Regions from separate parts of the Sus scrofa genome. Here regions 1, 2, 3 and 4 are each linked to region 5. A link is a contact called in public Hi-C and promoter capture Hi-C data. All regions are on one chromosome and are shown on one strand. The core of a region is the stretch at or near the end of the contact, and the rest is flanking DNA. Distances in the headings are between cores, read along the strand shown.

The links. Promoter capture Hi-C pulls out the DNA fragments that hold promoters and counts their contacts. Hi-C and Micro-C count contacts between places; a contact is called where the count stands out from the background.
Region 1: a promoter capture Hi-C map of fetal liver shows a contact between it and region 5, with 4 times the contacts expected there. The contact joins the promoter of E2F1 here to the promoter of EIF2S2 in region 5. A contact is called at or near these places in 1 of 5 promoter capture datasets (fetal liver) and 1 of 2 datasets of contacts at active chromatin or transcription factors (alveolar macrophages).
Region 2: a contact with region 5 is called in a Hi-C map of skeletal muscle, with 4 times the contacts expected there. The contact joins the promoter of DYNLRB1 here to the promoter of EIF2S2 in region 5. A contact is called at or near these places in 1 of 47 Hi-C or Micro-C datasets (skeletal muscle) and 1 of 2 datasets of contacts at active chromatin or transcription factors (alveolar macrophages).
Region 3: a Hi-C map of liver shows a contact between it and region 5, with 4 times the contacts expected there. The contact joins the promoter of ZNF341 here to the promoter of EIF2S2 in region 5. A contact is called at or near these places in 4 of 47 Hi-C or Micro-C datasets (heart right ventricle, liver and skeletal muscle) and 1 of 2 datasets of contacts at active chromatin or transcription factors (alveolar macrophages).
Region 4: a contact with region 5 is called in a promoter capture Hi-C map of liver, with 5 times the contacts expected there. The contact joins the promoter of CHMP4B here to the promoter of EIF2S2 in region 5. A contact is called at or near these places in 3 of 5 promoter capture datasets (fetal liver, fetal skeletal muscle and liver), 7 of 47 Hi-C or Micro-C datasets (embryonic fibroblasts, heart right ventricle, liver and 1 more) and 1 of 2 datasets of contacts at active chromatin or transcription factors (alveolar macrophages).

Annotation. Positions count from the first base shown.
Region 1 is chr17:37,188,868-37,191,723 of Sscrofa11.1, reverse strand. It overlaps E2F1 (transcription factor E2F1), which reads left to right and starts at 1,606. Exons shown (of 9, transcript XM_021077692.1): 1 at 1,606-1,610; 2 at 1,666-1,777; 3 at 1,902-2,294. The coding sequence starts at 1,606.
Region 2 is chr17:37,922,160-37,925,023 of Sscrofa11.1, reverse strand. DYNLRB1 (dynein light chain roadblock-type 1) reads right to left here and starts at 1,552. Exons shown (of 4, transcript NM_001190180.1): 1 at 1,511-1,552. The coding sequence starts at 1,513.
Region 3 is chr17:37,222,663-37,225,362 of Sscrofa11.1, reverse strand. It overlaps ZNF341 (zinc finger protein 341), which reads right to left and starts at 1,404. Exons shown (of 16, transcript XR_002339879.1): 1 at 1,265-1,404.
Region 4 is chr17:37,284,124-37,286,823 of Sscrofa11.1, reverse strand. It overlaps CHMP4B (charged multivesicular body protein 4b), which reads right to left and starts at 1,402. Exons shown (of 5, transcript XM_003134402.6): 1 at 1,050-1,402. The coding sequence starts at 1,239.
Region 5 is chr17:37,568,866-37,571,565 of Sscrofa11.1, reverse strand. It overlaps EIF2S2 (eukaryotic translation initiation factor 2 subunit 2), which reads left to right and starts at 1,297. Exons shown (of 9, transcript XM_001929150.6): 1 at 1,297-1,472. The coding sequence starts at 1,458. It also overlaps a transcript of ASIP not described here.

The sequences.
Region 1 (2,856 bases), core at 357-2,856, 380 kb after region 5:
ACCAGGGCCTTCTCGTTGCATTCTCTGTGGCCTCCAGCATCAGTCTCTGTTTCTTTTATAACCCCTCTCAGTTCCTGCTCTGAACCAGACCAGTGTTGGGAAGAGGCCCTACTGGAGCTCCCAGTTGAAAGAGGAAGCAGATAGAGAAGTCCAGTGTGCAGTCAGTGCTGGGCAAGGGAAGAAGTAACTCCAGTACCAGAGGGCTCCCTGGAAGAAGTGATATTTATACTGTGGCCTAGGGATCTCATTCTTTATTATTATTATTATTATTTTTAGTACTAAATCTTATTTTTTTATTACTCAATGAATTTATCACATCCGTAAGGGATCTCATTCTTGATTGCATCTTAGCTACCTTTTATTGTTTGTTTCACTTTTGGCCACCCTGAGGCATATGGAGTTCCAGGCCAGGAATCAGATCTGAGCCACAGTTGCAACCTACACCACAGCTGTGGTAAGTCCGATCCTTTAATCCACTGTGCCAGGCTGGGAATAGAATCTACATCCTGGCACTACAGAGATGACACCGATCCCATTGTGCCACAGAGGAAACTCCAGCTACTTTTTTTTTGATGGGCCCATCCCCACCAGATGGCAGGCAAGTTCATAGAAATTATCAAGCCTTTCACATATCTGCCCTCAGCGCTGGCACAAAGCCTGGCACAGAGGAGAGGACAATATAACTCAAATCAGCTGAACTGAGCAATGAGAAGTGGCTGATGGGGAGGTCCTGTGGCCTCTGGTTGCTCAGCACACTCACCTCCTCCCTTTGTAAAATCTAACATGGAATTACCTTAATAGTTGAAATCTGTGTCATATGTAAACATTTGTTACCTCAGTTTCCCTCCAGCCCCTTTCACTAAACTGTTAGATCCTTAGGGCCAGGAGTCAAGAAGGGGGCACAGAGCAGACTCTCAAAACATTTGTTGGGGTTCCCAAAGTGGCTCAGCGGAAATGAATCCGACTAGGAACCATGAGGTTGTGGGTTCGATCCCTGGCCTTGCTCAGTGGGTTAAGGATCCAGCGTTGTGGTGAGCAGTGATGTAGGTGGCAGACAGGTCTCAGATCTGATGTTGCTGTGGCTGTGGCCTTGGCTGGCAGCTACAGCTCTGATTTGACCCCCAGCCTGGGAACCTTCCAGGGGGTACCCTAAAAAGCAAAAAAAAAAAAAAAAAAAAAAAAAAAAGGTTTGTTGAATGAACGAAGGAATCAGTTCAAGCAGAAGCTGTGCTTTGGTTGTTGAAGCGATTCCAGCTACAGGAGGCTTTGGAGAAAAGCCCCAAGCTGTACTGGGTCAGACATTCCTCTCCATTTTCTGGCAACTCCTTCTGCTTGTGCTCTGGGTGGAAGGGATAAGGTGGGCGCAGGATTTGAAAGTAAATGGCATTGGTGGGGCAAGTTGAGGAAAGATGTGGCTGGGGTTTTGTAGGTGGGCTTGAGATCCTGGAAAAGAGAAACTGCGTTTGCAGTTTCTAGAGTTATGGCCTGAGGGTGTTGGAGCACCCACAGGTGGGGGTTCTGGGAGGTCACGTGGGGTCTGTGGATAGCGATCTGTGCACAACACACGTTCTGTTGTAAAAGCCTCCACTAAAGGGTATCAACAGGATGGGGTGCGTCGAAGAGGGGGTGGGGCCACCACTCCCCACACAGGGCCGTCCCCTCTAGGGGCGGGGAGTGCGAACGCGCCTGGCACCGCCCCGACAAAGCCTGCGCGCGCCCCATCCTGCGATTGGCGGTGCTTCCTCGCGCCGCCGCCCCGTCCCGCCCTCCGCCGCCGGTCCGGCGCGCTGCAACCAATGGGCGCCGTCGCCGTCGCCTCCGTCACAGCCAGGACAGCCAATAGGCGCAGCGCTCGGCGGCTCGTGGCTCTTTCGCGGCAAAAAGGATTTGGCGCGTAAAAGTGGCCGGGACTTTGCAGGCAGCGGCGGCCGGGGGCGGAGCGGGATCCGGAGCGGGATCGAGCCCTCGCCTCGGCCTGCTGCCATGGGCCCGCGCCGCCGCCGCCGACTGCCACCCGGGCCGCGCGGGCCGTGAGCGCCATGGCCGTGGCCCCCGCGGGCGGCCCATGCGCGCCGGCGCTGGAGGCCCTGCTCGGGGCCGGCGCGCTGCGGCTGCTCGACTCCTCGCAGATCGTCATCATCTCCACCGCGCAGGACGCCAGCGCCCCAGCGGCCCCCGCCGGCCCCGCCGCGCCCGCCACCGGCCCCCGCGACCCCGACCTGCTGCTCTTCGCCACGCCGCAGGCGCCCCGGCCCACCCCCAGCGCGCCGCGCCCCGCGCTCGGCCGCCCGCCGGTACGGACACCAGGGACACTGGGCCAAGTGCGCTGCCTGGACCCCGGCGTAGACCCGGGCGGGGCGCTATGTTTGGCCTGGAGGCGGCGAGGGCGGGGGAGGGTGGGTTGAGGCGCCCAGGCTGGGCGGTGCCGAGCTTGGGTTGGGCCTTCGGGCTCCGCCCCGGGGTGCAGGGTGACCTCGGGCCAGTCCTTGTTTGCTCCTCTGTGCTCTGGGCCTCAGCTTCTTCGCTGGAGCCTGTCTAGGGTCAGACTCAATGATAATAATGGCCCACGTGTATTCAGCTGTTGCTGACTGCCTGCCAGGCCTCTGGCAGACTTCAAGGCAGCTAAAACTCACATCCATGCTGTGAGCTAGCTCTGTGTTGTCACTGTGCCCATCTGAACTGTGCCCAGAGAGGGGAAGTGGCTTGCCCCCTGGTCACAAGGCTGCAAGTGGGATTTGAACTGAGGCCTGCTGGCTTCAGACCAGAACTTGTGGCTGGATGGTGGGCACGGCTGCTTGGGGAAGTCAGGGGAAAGTTCTGGGACCAGAAAGTTGAAGGGCCATTGAGGAGACCCTC
Region 2 (2,864 bases), core at 303-2,802, 350 kb before region 5:
TAATGACATGGAAAAATATCTGATAGTTTTTAGTGAAGAGTGTAAGTTCCAAAATGAGATTATCTACCCATATAGCCTAGAGTAAACTTAATATGTATAAATATGTTCCAATATCATGTAACAGGTTATATATAAATATGCTTATGCACTTAATAAATATGGAAAGAAACACACCCAACTGTCATTACCAGAGAGGAGTGAGGTGGGAACTACATATACTTTCTACGTTACAAACTTTGGTACTGCTTCAATTTGTTGAAATGTGCATCTAAATATATTTTGCTTTCATGAGTAGAAGCACACAATAGCATGGTAGAAGTTGCAGGAAGCTACTATTAGTGTAAGAAAAAGACAGGACATATATACATGCTGGTATACATATAAAAGGAACTAATGTTTCTAAAGGAGATTGAAGCTGGGTATCAAGGTTTGGTGGAAGATTTATTTTCACTTAGATCCTTTCAGATGCTTTTTTGTTTTTACTGTGTGCAGTTATTATCTGCTAAAAGTCAATTTCTTTTACAGTTTAAAAAGTGATATGAATGATAAAGTTACCTCATCTAGTCTATAAACTAGCTAACTATAAACTATAAATAGCTGTATCTATTCTACATACAGCTAAACTATATAAAGCAAAAACTGACGAAAACAAAACAAGTAATCTGCCTAATTATAAGTCGTTACCTCCAGGTATGGTACTGTTTCTTATTCCCTTTCAATTTTTCTTTTAGGCTTTAAATTCTTAAATACGATTTTTTAAAACCATTCACATGGTTTAACGTTCAAAAGCTCTTTCCAAGTTGTTGTTTTTTTTGTTTTGTTTTGTTTTTTACAAGTTGGGAGGATTAAAAACACAAGAAACCAAACCTGTAAAGGCATAAAGAGCCCACAGTTCCAGTCAGCAAGGCAGGAACCACAAGGGTGGATCCCGCTCGTTTCTGACTCATGCACCATTTCTCAACGGCTCGAAAGAATCACACAGAAAGGCAGCAGTCAAGTGTCTAGGGTTCAAGTCCATCTCCGTCATTTACTGGGGCAGGGCACTTAGTTTCACCGGGTTTTACATCCCGAGTGTGTAATACAGGGATAATGGTCGTACCTACTTCACAGAGCTACGGTGAGGAGGCAGGCCAGGGTATGTAAAGCGTATAGCAGTGTCTGGCACGAATTAAGTTTCTAGAAAATATAATCACTATTGTTGTTATAGCTCAACAAGGCCAAGGTTGCTAGGATGCAGGGGCCCGTGTGCCCAGCTCCGTCAATCCTTCCCCGTGGCACCAGCAACTACTTCCGGTCAAGGGACCACTGGATCCGGTGGCCCCGCCTCGGCCCCCTCGGTCCGAGTCAGGAGGCCCGCGCCGCCCCGGTTCCGCCCTCCAGACTGCTTCGGTCCGGCGCGCCCAGCCCCGCGGATGCCGCCCGGGAGGATGGACCTCTGGGCTGAGGGTGGTGGGAGGTCGTGGTTGGCCACCTCCCGGCCGCTGGCCACAAGCTCCCAGCAGATACTCACCATCTCGGACCGATCCTGTAGCTCCTCGTCGCCGGCCTTCAGCCCAGTCCCGGAGCTTCTCTGCGCCTGCGCACAGCTCCTGTCAAAGCGGACAGGCTCGGTAGCCTATCAGGAGCCAGCAGGCGGGTAGGCGGATCCTGGGGAATTGGCCCAGTGCTGTCCGCGAACAGCAAAGTAGCAATCCAGCTATGGAAAATTCCCAGCTCCAGCTATGCCGAAAAGAGGCAAGTTGGCTTTGTTGGAAGAGGCTTTCAACACTTAACCGAGGCCTGAGCTAGCTCTGGAGGTCCTGGGTGTAGGGTGGGGAGAGACTCTGAAGGAGTGGGTGTTGCTGATATCCACTTTGCTCCCGAATTGAGGCAAGGCGAGGCTCCGAGCCAAAATGCGCTAAAAAGTCCGAAATTCGAACTGGAGCCAAGAATCCATAGGGTCTCGTGAGCGACTCCCCCGGATTCCATGAGGGCACTGAGGTAAAGTGGTCGGGGCTAGCCTGGGAGTCTTTTAGTCTTAGAACCTCTAGCTCAGGGCCGCCCTTGTGTTGCCTTAGAGAAGCCACTTCAAATTTCTGTAGTCCCTCATTTGCTCACCTTTAAAAGGGGGACCCTTCTTCCTAGAGCCCTATGTTAAGTTTTCCACACAAAAAAATTCTGGGTTCTCTAGCAGGAAATAATTTGCTAAGACAACTGCCATTTAGTGAACCTTGTGCTATGTTACTGGGCTTACACCCACTCTATCTCCTGTAGCCTCAGCTTAAAGTTTCTTGGAGGCACTGGAGCTTGCTGAATTCAAGCTCCAAACTTTCATTCCACTGTCGCCTCGTTCAGTTGAGTAAGGATTTGGTTTTCCTTCCAGGGGCGTCTGCATGTTAAGAAGATTGAATAGTGACTTTATGGTGAAGAAACTTGGGAGACACCATCATAACCAGAGGATCAAGGTTAACATAACTGGTTATGGGATATACTAATATGTGCCCTCTGATAATCTTGCAAAGGGCACTTTACATCTGTGGTGTTTTTCACAAAAATCCATGGCCTTAACCATGAGAAAACATTAAACCAAACTTGAGGGACTCTATAAGGTACCCAACCAATACTCTTCAAAAAATGTCAAAGTCACACACACACACACACAAAAAGAACTGGAGTTCCCGTCGTGGCGCAGTGGTTAACGAATCCGACTAGGAACCATGAGGTTGCTCAGTGGGTTAACAATCCAGCGTTGCCATGAGCTGTGGTGTAGGTTGCAGACGCGGCTCGGATCCATCGTTGTTGTGGCTCTGGCATAGGCTGGTGGTTACAGCTCCAATTGGACCCCTAGCCTGGGAACCTCCATATGCCGCGAGAGCGGCCCAAGA
Region 3 (2,700 bases), core at 155-2,654, 350 kb after region 5:
ACCTGTGTCCCAGTGCTCCCAAAACACTGCTAATCCCATTGCTCCACAGCGGAAACTCCTATAATTTGGTAAACTCTAATTCTATAATTTCTCTCTGTGCCTCACCTCCCTGAAGCTCAAGCTTTCCAGATGGGGGCAGGAATACACATTTCATGCTGAGAACTCTGATCCTCCAAGTAGAGACAAGACTGAGACCTGGCCAGTGCAGGACTCAAAGCCTCAGCCACATACCACCAGTCTAGCCTATTTTCGGTACCTGCACTACCTCTGTGTATACATATCTCATGCCTCCAAAAACATTCTTGAGTCTGTGGCCCCCCAGCATCAAGCTGGCCATGGCCCTGGATCCGAAGAGGCTTCCTCTCCAACTCCCAGAAGGCACACAAGGACACTCTCAGTGTCTTCCTGTCTCCAAAGCTCACAATTCCCAGAGCAACCACAATGTTGGCATCCATCCTTTCTTGCTCTGAGTTTATAAAACTCTGCACGCCGAAATGGTCCACAAAGTAGGTACCCAGAGTTTGCTGGTTTCTGTCGGTGAGCACCGAGGCCAACCTTGCACAAAGGTGGCGCTGATCCTTTCCTTCTGAATTGGACACTATGTCTGAGCCCAAACCACACAGTTGGCGCTCAATACAAGTTCTTCACGGCCAGGACACCTGGCCCGGCCCCTCCAACCCCGCACCGCTTCTGTACCACCGTCCCTCTGGGGGCAGCCATTCCCAGGCCTCCCTTCAGCAGCGCAGCCTCCCCCGGTTCCAGACCCGGCGGGGCTTCTTCCTCCCCGCAGCTGCTCCCTCCAGGAAGCCTTCTCTACCCCCACCCCGGCAACAGCCCGAGGCCCGGGAGGCTGCCGCTGTTCCGGCCCGAGACCGCCTTCCCCCCCGCGCTGCGCCAGCCTTCTCCGGCTGTTCCGGTCCCAGTGCTTCCCCCCCACCCCAGGGCCTTCTCTCCCCCGCTGTTACTGTCCCGTTGCCCCTCCCCGTCGGGCTTCAGCTCCCGCGGCTGTTCCGATCCTGAGGCGCCCCCCCCATCACCGCTGCGCCTCAACTCGGCTGCTGTTCCGGCCCCGCTGGCCCCTACCCCCGCCGGCCCTCGGCTCCCGCGGCTGTTCCCATTCGTGCCCCTCCCGCCCCGCTGCTCTTCCGGCCCTGGCGCCCTCCGCCCCGCGGCCGCCACGCGCCCTGGGCCCGGCGCTGCGAGGGCGCGGCGGGAGGGGGCGCAATTCGGAACAGCCGCCTCCCCCGGCCTCGCCGCGGCTCACCCTCCAGGGCCTCGAAGATCGTCTGCGCCATCTTGGAGCTGCCGCTGCCACCAGAGCCCGAAGCCCGGCTGCGCGAGCATTGTGGGAGCCGAGGCGGCGGCGGCGAGAACGGGGCCGCCAGGGGGCGCCCGGGAGCCGCCGCTGAAACTCGGGCACCCCAATTGGGAAAGCCAGTAATGGCCTCACAGGACCCCCACCATCCTGGGGCTACCCCAGTCCCGCCTAAATGACCCAGCCACCGGCGCCCATTGACCCCATCCCTGCCTCACTTGAACCCCCGACTCTGCACATCGACCCCATCCCTGCTGTACACAGGGACCTCCCAGTTTTCTGGACCTCCAGCCCCACAACACCGGACGTGACCCTCAACTCTGTGATACAGACCTCCGTCCTGCTGCGTGAGACCCTCCCCAACTCTGCGACACGGACCGAATATTTGCACCGCACACAGAACCCTCGCCTGTGCAAACCAACCCCATTCCCATCTTACGCATCTCACCAACGCCCCCATCTCCACTTTAATACAGGACTCCTGCTCCAGCTGTGTAACACGGATTCCCATCCCTTATCATAGGCTTCTCATTCCCTCCTCCCTCAGTGACCATCTCTAACTATTGGAAGCCACCAACTTCTCCTCACATGACCCCCATCTCTGCCTGGTCTTAATCCCCTGTCACTTCAAGAGATTTCCGTTACAGAAACCTCCATTTCCGCCTTTTGGGAACCTTCATTCCCTCTATACACGGACTTTCTCCCCTGCTTCTTGGAAACCCTATTTCTGTTACATAAACTCCCAATGCCCACCTCAGCACCACTCTGGCCAGCCTCAGAGAAAGCCCATCCAGGTCTCCCAAAAATCCTCCTGCCCCTCATTTGGATCCCCCATCATCTTTTTTTATGCTTCATCAGCTCCTCATTGAGGACCTACTAAGTCCTATAGTAACTCCAGGAGTACAGTGGTCCTTTTCCATGGAGTTAGGAGTGGGGGGAAGCAAATAGACATTACGTTTTGAAAATTAGGTCAGGACAAGTTGTGATGTAGTTTCAAAGTATGTACACTTGGGCCACAAAGAAGTGTTGAGGTGTGCATGGGGGTAGCTGTGCCAGCAATGACAATCTCTCCCATGGGCATGGCCATATCCTCCTACAACTGGACTACCATGGATTTGACTCTAAACATCTCATTCTTTTTTCTTAAATACATGTTTTAGCCTCATTCAAAGCAATAATCAAAAAACCACATCTTCAGTTTCTAAATAGATAACTCCTAAAATTAAAAAAAAAAAAGTTAAAACTCCACTGTCATTGTAGAACACTGCAAGCTCCTGTTCCTGATAAATTGCCTCGAAGATCCTCTGACTAAAGGCCCATTTCTACTGTGAACTCCACGTCCTGTTCTGAACACCACTCCCCACCCCAAACAGCACCCCTCCCCT
Region 4 (2,700 bases), core at 153-2,652, 280 kb after region 5:
CTTTCGAGGGTAAATTCACTACCTCAAGGTCACACAGCCTGTAACTTGCAGACTTCTGAGTTACCTACTTGTTTGTATAGCTCCTAAACCCCTCTCACTTTCCCCCTCCTCAGGGGGAGGGTTGTCATGTTATGGTTCACTCTCACATTGCCGTAACAACGAGAAAAATCAAATATTTCTAAACTGCTTTATCGTTATTAACACTTTTTCACCTAAGAATACAAAGCACTTGCCCAGAAAGCCATACAACAGGAAGTGCCTCAGAGTTCCTTATCCCCGCCCTCAATCACAGAAGTAGGGACTGGGGGAGGAGTCGGGGCCAACGGAGGAATGGAATCCTTATTTCTGGTACACCGGGATCAGGAAGCCGTGAGTCACCGCGTGAAGGCTTGCGCTACGTGAAACTCTGATAAAACCTGGTTATGAGGAAACCAGAGGTGAATCACAGAGCTGGAAGGCACTTTAGGCCCCATGGAGGTCAAACCCTGGCTGATGGATGGGAGAAATGAACCTCAAGAGGAAAAGTAACTTGCTCAAGTTCATTCAGCAAGTGAACAGGGGACCTCCTCTCCTCCCAGTTCCTTTTTCTCTCCATTCAGGAGGCTTCTAAAGGAGAATTCTGAGTCAGGGGGATGGGGAGAGAGGCCAGGGACAGCTCATGGATTCCCCAGAGGGGTTGGCAGAGGGTAGGAGTGGGACAGGAAGGACACAAGTGTTAGAATGGAGGGCAGAAAGGAGACAAGAAGGAGGCGGCGGCAGTATCTGGGAAGCTGGGTGAGGACAGACCAGAGGGAGGGGGAAATGTGGAGGAGAAAGGAACAGAGTGAGGACGAAGGAAGTGCTGTGAAACGAGGGTCTGAAAGGGCCTGGCAGAGTGGGGAGAGCCTGGGAGAAGAGGGCTGGAATGACAGTCTAATGAAGAAGTCCAGGGGGCGACACTGAAGGGAGTCTGACCGGGTAAGAGGTCCAGGATCCGAGCAAACACTAGCGCGAGTCTGGCGAAGGTGGAGTCCAGGCCAGGGAAGTCTGAGGGGGCCGGGCCAACTCACCGCGCTTGTTTTTAGTGCCGTGCTTCTTGGCGGCCGTCAGTTCCTGTTCGATCTTCTTCTCCAGGAATTCCTGTTTCTTACTTAGCATCTCCTCTGTGTCCCGCAGTCTCTGGATGGCCTCCTGGGGGGTCGGGCCGCCCTTGCCGGCCTTACCCCCTCCAGCCCCGAACAGCTTCCCAAACACCGACATGGTTGCTGCTCGCCGCGCCGGCCTGCGCCGCCCGCTTCGGCTCGGCTCGGCTCGGTTCCGGCGCCTGCTCCCAGCCCTGCTGCTCCCTGCCGCCGCAGGCCTCTTCGCCACCTCCGCCCCGCAGCTGGGCCCGGCCGAGCCACCTCCCACAGGCCCCCACGCCCGGCCCGGCCGGCGTCAGGGAAACACGCCGTGGACTACAACTCCCGAAGGGCAACGCGCGGGCCATGCCTCAAATTTAATGGAAGGAGGTGCGCTGCATGCTGGGAGACTGTAGTCTTCCGGCTTCAGGAGCTCTACGACGCATTTTTTTGGTCTAGCTAGAGTCAAAGGGCGAGATGGCATGCTGGGAAATGTAGTCTTCTTGGAACCAGCTCTGTAGAGGTAGAACAGGAAATGAGTAGTTTATAAAACAGTAATTAACGTTATGCACATTCTGTGATCCAGGCATTGTGAAAAATGCTTTACATTCATTATTACATTAAATTCTCACACGCCTATGAGAGATAATACTGTTAATTTTGTAGGTGAGTAACCAAGACTCAGAAATTGAGGGACTGATTAGCTTAACTTAGACGTATCTTCGCATATGCTGTTCCTCTACCTGCAGTGCCTTTCTACTCTTTATTCACCTAACAGGTTCTTCGAAACCTAGTAGAGGCTTAAGGCAAAGCTAGACTGCAAATGTTCAAAACTCACCTTGAATACTTACTTAGGCGCGTTACTTGCCCTATTCTCCGTACTTGCCTTTTCAAAACTGTAAACTGGAGATAACAACAGGACCACCTACAAGCCTGTGTGAGATAGGAATGTCAAGTGCTTATTTGGCATAGGCCTGGGTCATCATTATGCACAACAGCAATTAAACCAGGAGAAGACTCAAAACTTTCTTTTTTTCTTTTTTTTTTTTTTTTTTTTTTTTTTTTTTTTTGTCTTTTTTTGTCTTTCTAGGGCCTCACCCGAGGCACATGTAGGTTCCTAGGCTAGTGGTAGATTCGGAGCAGCAGCTGCCAGCCTAAACCACAGCCACAGCAATGCCAGGTCCCAGCCATGTCTGCGACCTACACCACAGCTCGAGGCAACGCTAGATCCTTAACCCACTGAGTGAGGCCAGGGATCAGACCCGCGTCCTCATGGATACTAGTCAGATTCGTTTCTGCTGAGTCACGACAGGAACTCCAGAATTTTCAAAAGTAGCAGAGGTATTTAGGATTTTCATGTGTATGTAGCTGCATTACACGACATTGTTTTTCCTTGTCTATTGCTGTCAAGAATCACTTCTCCATCCATTAGCAATGAGGCTGTAATAGCCAATACTTCCCCCAAGCCCACCAATCTAATTTGCCACTTCCAATCTTTTGCATATGTTAGTCTTGTATGAAAACAAAAAGTAAACCTGTTCTGAGTGACGATGTGAAGTGCTCTTCAATGAAGAAAATCATGGCTTCTTTTTTATTCCTT
Region 5 (2,700 bases), core at 48-2,547:
AACACAAACAAAAAATAACATTGTCCCAACCATAAGAGGGGCTGCTCCTTTTAAACCAATCATAGCTTTAGCCACTCTTGGTTCTTCTCCACTTTTAGATAAGAACTATTAAAACACCCCATCCTTGGAGTTCACGTCATGGCTCAGTGGTTAACGAACCCAACTAGCATCCATGAGGATGCGGGTTAATCCCTGACTCGCTCGTGAGTTAAAGATCTGGTGTTGCTGTAAGGTGGGGTGTAGGTCACAAACTTGGTTCGGATCCTGCGTTGCTGTGGCTGTGGTGTAGGCCGGCAGCTGCAGCTCTGATTAAACCCCTAGCCTGGGAACTTCCATATGCCACAAGGGTGGCCATAAATAGAAAAAAAATACCCCGTCATAGAAATACCACCATCTCCTAATAGCATCCAATCCAGAGAGAAGGGCTGCTTCCTTGTACCCTCCCCCAAATTACCTACAAAAGCCCCTCCAAAAGAACTCCTATGAATTCTTTCTAGCACCCTCTTCCTGAGATGCCCCTCTGTGCCTCATGGTGTGCCTCCCCTCCTTGCAAGAAGACAAAAGGCCCAGCTTTGTTCAAATTCAGGGGTGTTCTCCGTGGTCTTTGGCTGTAGGGCACTGACAACAGTGAGAGCCTGCTGAAGGGTAACTGCTATTATTATGTGTCAAGGGGAACTGCATCCACAGGGTTCAAGCAGAGACTTCACAAACAAGGATTTTGATGTTTCCTGACATATGCCTCTTGCCAAGCCGTTTCTCCTCTCCCGTCTACAGGGAGAAGGCTTTTGGTTTCCGACCTCCCAAGCTGAAATCCAGCCTGTTGGGTTAGATTTCTCATGAAGTACAACCCCTTAGAGAGGTGCGCACCTTTAGCCCCAACTTAGAGTTTCTCAAAGACTAGAACACTCCAGAGGGGGCATGATGGAGCTATCAGAGAAAACTAAAGCCCCAACAAATTCATATTACTGAGTGCCTTACCCACCACCCTGACCCAGGAGGAACTGCCCCGAATTCACTCCACAAGCAAGGCAGAACTGCACAGTTCCGTACGCCTGGAAAAACTGAAGTAAAAGTCACTACCGGGGAAATGGAACCTTCCTGCCCCGCTGCCTCAGACGTCGCGCACGCGCACGGGTCGCTGGGCGGCCGCCGCGCAGGCGCCCTCCTCTCCCGGGCGGACTACAAGTCCCGGCTTGCCTGGCGCTGGAACGTCGCCTGGTAACTCGCGCCAGTCGGAGCGAATTAGGTCGGCTTCTCCGCGCGCCTGCGCGTTGGCGGGCTCTGCGCAGGCGCATTTCTAACGCTTGCGAGGAGAGGGCGGGGTGTCGTTCCCTTTCGCTGATGCAAGATCCTAGTGCGGTGGTGAGAGAGGTATCGGCAGGAGCAGCTCTGAAGCCGGGGTCTGAGGCTGACCCGTCCGACTTTCCGTCTGTGTTGAGCCCACTCGAGCCGCAGCCATGTCCGGGGACGAGGTGAGGGCCTGAGGCTGGCGCTAGGGCTAAGGACCGAGGCAGGGAGCCAAACTCACCCCAGTGTGGGAGACCGGGCCTGCGGCCTAGCGACCGGCCGCCGCCATGTGGGGCTGCCGGGCCTAGGCGACCCTGAGCGGTAGAGCCGGTTAGAGCCCCGGAGCCGCGGCTTGGCTTAGCCCCGCTCTCGTCAGGGCGGCGGCGCTGAGGCCGGCGTTTCCGGATTGGAGAGCACGTTGAGTCGCTCTCCAGAAGAGGGCTTGAATGTTGGGTTAATGCCCCAGCTGAACGAGACTGGGACTGGCAGCCCCAGCATTTCTTTCGGTTTGACGCTTCAGCTCCAGCTCTCCCTCGCTGGGCGCTGGTGGTGCCGAGAGGAACGTCTCGGAGCGTCTTCGTTTAAAACTTTGCAGCCTGGCTTGTCCTACCCCTCATCCACTCCTTTTCTCATCTAGAGCGTTATTAATAACTTTTCTTTTTAAAGACCGGGAAGCGAGGGAGATAGGAAAAGATCTTTCAGCCTGAAAAAGTGATTAACCTCGGAAAGTTTTAGGGCCTGAGTCCCTGAGCCTTTCTCAGCAGAGCTCACTGCGACGTCAGCGGGAAGTTCGGGCTCCGAAGCTGCCTGGATCTTTTTCTACTATCGTCCTTGTAACTCAGCACATTTCCTCAAATCCCTTTTGGCTAGATTTATCTCGGTTTATATAAAACCAGACTTAAAGTGAAATTTGACTTTAAGTGCTATCCGTAGTTATTAACACTGAGGGAAGAGCTACCGCTTACCGGCCAGCTTTCTCCACCAAAAAAAAAAAAAAATCTCTTGAGTTTATAATTCACTGTAAACATTCCGAGTGCTTGGCCTCTAAGGCGTTGTAGAGAAGGAAAAAGAAAAATTCGAGGCTTTTTTGAGTTTTGGCTTTAAGGTGGGCCTTGGAAATGCTTTAAATTTCCTCAAGTAGTGGGAAGGCCTGAAGCCAGGGCAAGGGAGTGGTTAGGGCAAGTAAGTGTGCTTACAAAATATAGTGTATTCTCCAATTGGGTTAGAGTTAATCCGTTGAAATATAGATACTGGCTAGTTCATAGAGAGATTTGAAGACCAAATTAAGGAATTTGGATCTTGTTCGGAGGTGGGGGGAAATTCCAATCTCATTTGATTCTCATGACAGCCCTTTAAGATGAATTATTATGGCCATTTTAGAGATGAGCAAACCGAGGCTTTTAGAGAGTTGTA